Regions from separate parts of the Sus scrofa genome. Here region 2 is linked to region 1. Evidence: chromatin contacts called from public targeted proximity ligation data. All regions are on one chromosome and are shown on one strand. The core of a region is the stretch at or near the end of the contact, and the rest is flanking DNA. Distances in the headings are between cores, read along the strand shown. Region 1 holds the start of TMSB10 (thymosin beta 10). Region 2 holds the start of DNAH6 (dynein heavy chain 6, axonemal).

The links.
Region 2: a targeted proximity ligation map of skeletal muscle shows a contact between it and region 1, with 10 times the contacts expected there. A contact is called at or near these places in 1 of 5 promoter capture datasets (liver), 4 of 47 Hi-C or Micro-C datasets (embryonic fibroblasts, heart right ventricle, mesenchymal stem cells and 1 more) and 1 of 2 datasets of targeted methods (skeletal muscle).

The regions. Positions count from the first base shown.
Region 1 is chr3:59,775,800-59,778,705 of Sscrofa11.1, forward strand. TMSB10 (thymosin beta 10) reads right to left here and starts at 1,453. Exons shown (of 3, transcript NM_001097482.1): 1 at 1,391-1,453; 2 at 1,004-1,118; 3 at 437-723. The coding sequence starts at 1,103. The coding sequence ends at 695.
Region 2 is chr3:60,112,733-60,115,638 of Sscrofa11.1, forward strand. DNAH6 (dynein heavy chain 6, axonemal) reads right to left here and starts at 1,542. Exons shown (of 77, transcript XM_021087305.1): 1 at 1,387-1,542.

The sequences.
Region 1 (2,906 bases), core at 203-2,702:
GAAAGCCTCTTGGAGACTTTGTGACCTCGCCCAATTCCCAACATTCCGGATTCAATCTTTCCCCCTTTCTTCTCAGACTTGAAATCACTGTTCTCTCAGAGTTAATCAGAACTAGGCGGAGGCCAAGAAAAACAGTGGACTCTAAAAGCTTATCAAAAACAAATCCTGCTCTTCTGAAAAGGCATTTTCCAAAAAGGCTTCCAGCAGTGAACAGTGGGGTTAAATTTTTGCATAGATTGTATTATAAGAGCAAGAGACTGATAACCCACTTAAATCTTATGGAGAAGCAGGTCAAGTCAAACGAAAAGACGGTCCCTCCAAGCCAGCCCATCCTACGACCCCCTCCCCCGCTCTGCGGCAGGAACTCCGGCGCGTGGGGCTTTGCTGCAGCCGGCACTACCCACGCATACTCAACTAAGAGACTCAGACCACGCCAGCCATGCCACGAGGTGTGTTTATTTTCATTAATCATACAAATAATTTTCTATAATATCCCAGGGCAAACCGGATAATTTGGCAGTCCGATTGGAGGGTCCCTTCGGAGACCCAGGGGCCGATGGCATCGGCACAGAGCGCCCGGGTTCACAGTGCAGCTTGTCGCTTGTGTCCATCTTGCAGGTGGCTCTTCCTCCACATCCCGATTAGGGTCTCCAAGATGTTGGGGGTGGAGAATCCTCCCGGTTCTTAGGAAATTTCACTTGGCTTGCTTCTCCTGCTCAATGGCTGTGGAGAGCAGGAAGCGGACATTGGGGGATGGGGACTTCCTTGCAATCCCCCAACCGAGGCGCTACAAACCTGGTGTGGGCGAGGCGCCCAAGACGTCTGGGGATTAAGAAACGGGCATGGGGCTGGGGATAGACAAGCGCTTTGTCTAACAGAAAGGGGGTGCTGGGGCCGCCCAATGGGAGGCACCGGCCGGATGGGGTGGGGGCGCTGGGCTAACGGGAAGTGTGGGTGGGGGCTGGGCAGGGGCCCGCGTACCCGGAGGCGGGGATGCACTTACTCTCTTTGGTGGGCAGGGTGTTCTTCTCCTGCGTCTCCGTCTTCTTCAGCTTGGCCTTATCGAAGCTGTTGATTTCGCCCATGTCCGGCTTGTCTGCCATTTTCTTATAACAATCCTAGCGGGCAAACCAAGGCAGTTGGCCTGGGGCCTGCGGCCCCCTCCGCGCTCCCCGCCGCCGCCACTCGACGTGGCACTAAAAGCCGGGGCGTTCCCGGCAGCCCCGAGGCCGAGGATCTGGGAGCTTTCTGCACCGCTTCCGCAGCCCCAGGGCGTGGCGGGCCAGGGCGTCCCGTCGGGGAAGCGCGCCCTAAGCAGCCGCTGCGCTTCTGCTAGGGAAACCCGCTCAGTTCCCAACCCAATGGGGCCCCCGCCCAGCGCGCGGCTCACCGAGAAGTTCCGCTGAAAGCCCAAGGTGCTGCTACTCGCACTCGCCTCGCTGCAGCAAGAGACAAAAGAGCGGCGCCCGCCCCTCGCCTTATATACACCGCGCCCAGCCCCGCCTCTCGCCCGCTGCAGCGGGGGCGGGGCCGGAGGCCAGGGGGCGGGGCCAACAAAAAGCCTAGCTTCCCTGCCACGCCCGCCTCAGGGCTACCCGCTGGGCTGGGTGCGGCTCTTCCCGCGCGCGCGGGGCCTTTGAGCTCTGTGCTCCCAGCTCGCGGAGCCACCGGCCTAGAGGCTGCAGGCGCCCCCAGGTCGGGCACCAGGCACTCGTTTTCCTACGAGGTTTCACTCCCCTCTCCGCTAATCTGTTGCGCACCCGCAGAAGGTGCGTGAGGGGCGGGCGGGGGAGGGGTGTATGGTTTGCTGTGAATGTGTAGCGGGTCGTTTTGAGTGTGGCTGTGCGGGCGTGCTCGCGCTCTCTGCAGCAGTCCCCACTCGCAAGAGACACCCCACCCCTGTGCAGTCCCCGCGTCTTTCAGTCCCCGCGTCTTTTGCCTTTACACCCATAAGAAATTCCCTACCCTCTTTTCCTCTCCTTGGGGAGGTGAATCCCTGCGGGGTTTCGCACTGAAAGAATCCCAGCCCAGGGTCCTAGAGGTGAAAACACGGGGTGGAGATGGGGATGCAGATGGGTTTCCACTGCTCCTTGCTCAGATTGTGGGCCGGTTGTCTCCCTTCCCCGAGCTGAACAGCTCCTCCAGGATCCTTGGCTGATCTGCCTCTCTTGGGCGCTTGTTACAAAGCATTGTCTGAAATGCGGTGGTGGCAGCAAGGGGCTCGCAATGTTCTTTCTCTCACAGGGCTTCTAGGAACGCTGTGTACCAACGTTCGGTTTTCCTCCTTGAGTTAACCTTGAAAATGTCTCTATAAAGGTTTTTGCTTTCCTCTTTAACCCGTTATAGGAGTGCTATAATGCAGTTATTCCGATCTTTGTTAGAAAACTTGTATTTTCATCCTGCGCAACGTTTTTAAGTACCATAAATTAACAACACAGGGAGTAAAGCTGGACATTGTTTTATTCGCCCTGGACTGTCCAACGACAAGGAGTAGTATTACCAAGCATTTTTTTTGGGGGGGGATGTCTTTCTAGGGCCGCACCCATGGCATATGGAGATTCCCAGGCTGGGGTCTAATTGCAGCTGTAGCCACTGGCCTACACCACAGCAACGCAGGAACCCAGCTACGACTACGACCTACACAGCAGCTCCCAGAAGCGCCAGATCCTTAACCCACTGAGGGAGGCCAGGGATCAAACCTGCGTTCTTATGGATACTAGTCAGATTTCCATTCCACTGAGCCACGGTGGGAACTCCACCAAGTATGTATAAAGTGGCACTTGGTATATCATCCTACATTCTGTCCCATCCCTTCCCGATTTTACCTGCTTTATTTCATGCTCCCTCAGTGCGTTTGGAAGAGAAGAAAATATATTTAGGTTTATGAATTTGATATACCAAACTCC
Region 2 (2,906 bases), core at 292-2,791, 340 kb after region 1:
CAGGTTATTCCAAGACAGGCAATCTGAGATATATAGCCTAGGTATTCACAGAGAAACCAAATAAAGGAGTTAAAAAAGAGCTCCCATCATGGCTCATTGGTAACAAACCTGACTAGTATCCATGGGGATGTGGGTTTGATCCCTTGCCTCGCTCAGTGGGTTAAGAATCTGGTATTGCCATGAGCTGTGGTGTAGGTTGCAGACACGGCTCAGATCTGGCATTGCTGTGGCTGCAGCTCCAATTCAACCCCTGGCCTGGGAACTTCCGTATGCCGCAGGTGTGCCCCCCCCCCAAAAAAAAGAAGAAAGAAAGAAAAAAGATTTGAGGGCTAAATTATAAAGCAAGCAGTGCTTCTGGAGTGTTTACGTGCAGAGAACCACTTGAGGAGTTTGTGAAAAGGCAGATTCTAGAACACAGAACCATGAGCCTTTTGTAGTGGTTTTATACCCTCACTACCACTTACTCTGCAGCCTCACCAGATGGGTGGAAATACTTTCCTTCAAAACAGTATTTCAACACATGAGGTCTTCAACCAAGAGTCAGAGGCTCAGGCTTAAATCTAGATCTGAGCTGGCCAATGAAAATATAATGCAAATCTCCTGCGCAATTTAAAATTTTCAAGTAACCGGAGTTCCCGTCGTGGCACAGTGGTTAACGAATCCAACTAGGAACCATGAGGTTGCGGGTTCGGTCCCTGCCCTTGCTCAGTGTGTTAACGATCCGGCGTTACCGTGAGCTGTGGTGTAGGTTGCAGACGCGGCTCGGATCCTGCGTTGCTGTGGCTCTGGCGTAGGCCGGTGGCTACAGCTCCGATTCAACCCCTAGCCTGGAAAACTCCATATGCCGCGGGAGCGGCCCAAGAAATAGCAACAACAACAACAACAAAAAGACAAAAAAAGACAAAAGACATAAAATTTTCAAGTAACCACGTTCAAAATCAAAAACAAAAAAAGGAACAGGTGAAACTAATTTTAATAATGTGCTTTCTTTAACATATCCAAAATACTATCATTTCAACATGTAAGCAACGTAAAACTCATTCATGTGATAGTTTACTTTTTGTTTCCACGTCTTCAAAATCCCGTGTTTCACCTTTAGGGCATATCTCAATTCAGACTAGCTCCCTGTGGCTAGTGGCTACCATACTGAATAGCGTAGGTCCAAGAGCTGACCACTTAGTGTGAGACCTCGCACAAGTATCTTGATATCTCTATTGGTCACTTCCCAGCCCTCTAAGATACTAGGTAGGTGGCACGTAAATACTAAAATGCCTTTGGACTGATTCCCTGACTCTCCCAGCCTTTCCTTTTGTACTCCAAAAAGCCATGCTGTTTCACGCCGCGAAACTGGAGTTCAGCCCCACATCTCGTTTCCTCTGGACTCACCAAGTCAGACTAAAGCGGCTGTCGCTGCCGTTGAGGGACTCCCAAGACACATCAAAGCAGGATCTGGAAGTACAAAGTTATCTCTATGCAAGGCTTGTTTCCCGTTGCCTGGCAGCCAAGAGGCCTCCGCGGATGCGCACTGCGCCTGTGCGCGATCTATCGCCACAGCAACGCCTCAGCCAACTGTAGCTCTGGGTCCAGGACAGTACCGGACAGTCGAGCCAATGATTGTCTCCGGAAATTTTCCTACGTCGCTGATTGGTGAAGAGCCCTCACTCGACCTGCCCGGCTCCTTCTCCAAGTTGGGAGGTGAGCACCTGCAAGGCCGAAAGGCGGGGCAACCGAAGGAAGAGGTTAGTTCTGTTGGTTCCTTCGCTTATCAGCTGCTCGCGCCTTCCTTTTCTGTTGCCCCTCAAGAGGCTTGATACTACCTTGACATTCGCTTTAATCTAACCTATTCTGGTTAGAAAAATCGAGTGCCTAGGTAGACAGTTCGGGTCCCACTCTCCGAGGGCGTGACCAGCTAGCATCTCTGCCCCACCTATCGACCTCCTCCTGGGAGTGTCCTAAGGCGCAAGGAATGCGGGTTCCTCTTTCCCTCAAATTTTACTGTGCCCTTTCTACTAATGTTCTTTTCCATCGGGCATGTAACCTGGTGTCAGGTATAACCCGAGTTCTTATTACTTGGTCCCTGAGCTTTATATGCTAAAGCAGACCCTGGATCTTGTTTTGGCATTTAGACCGACTTAATTAAGTTCCCAAACAACTGCAGCTGGTATTGTATGGAAGCGACCCCGCTGAAGTCCGGTGCAGGTTGTTTACTGAAGGAAGATGTCTTGTCCCAGTTAGTGATCAGGGGAAGCAGCCCGTTTACCTAATGTGGGGAAATGTTGCACCAGCTGGCAGAGTCTTGGTTTTCGATCTCCCCTCCAAAATGACATCACACCGCTGAAAGTCATTATTTTTCCCCCTTTTGGTCCCTCTTTTTAAACAAACAAACAAGAACAAACAAAAAACCTTGATATTTGTTTTTTGCCTTGAATGCAAAGTCCTATAATGAAGTGTTTTACATAGCATACTCACAACCTGCATTTTCTCAACCTTAAGATATTCGGGTACGTGTTTACATGCTAGGCATGACACCACCCACAAGGTAGAGAAATATAATAATAGAGCTGGAAAAGAGGTAACAGATTATTCACTCCAACTACTACCCCACTGATTAACATCAGAACTGAAACCCAGGAAGAGAGAGAGTAAGTGATTTACTCCAGGTCAGGCACCTAGTCCTGGCAGAGATAAAACTGGAATACAGATCTCCTAATCCTTAATCAGTAACTGGAAACAGCAAGGGAGTAACTTCAACTTAAAAACAATTCCGGGAGTTCCCGTCGTGGCGCAGTGGTTAACGAATCCAATTAGGAACCATGAGGTTGCGTGTTCGATCCCTGCCCTTGCTCAGTGGGTTAACGAACCGGCGTTGCCGTGAGCTATGGTGTAGGTTGCAGACGGCTCAGATC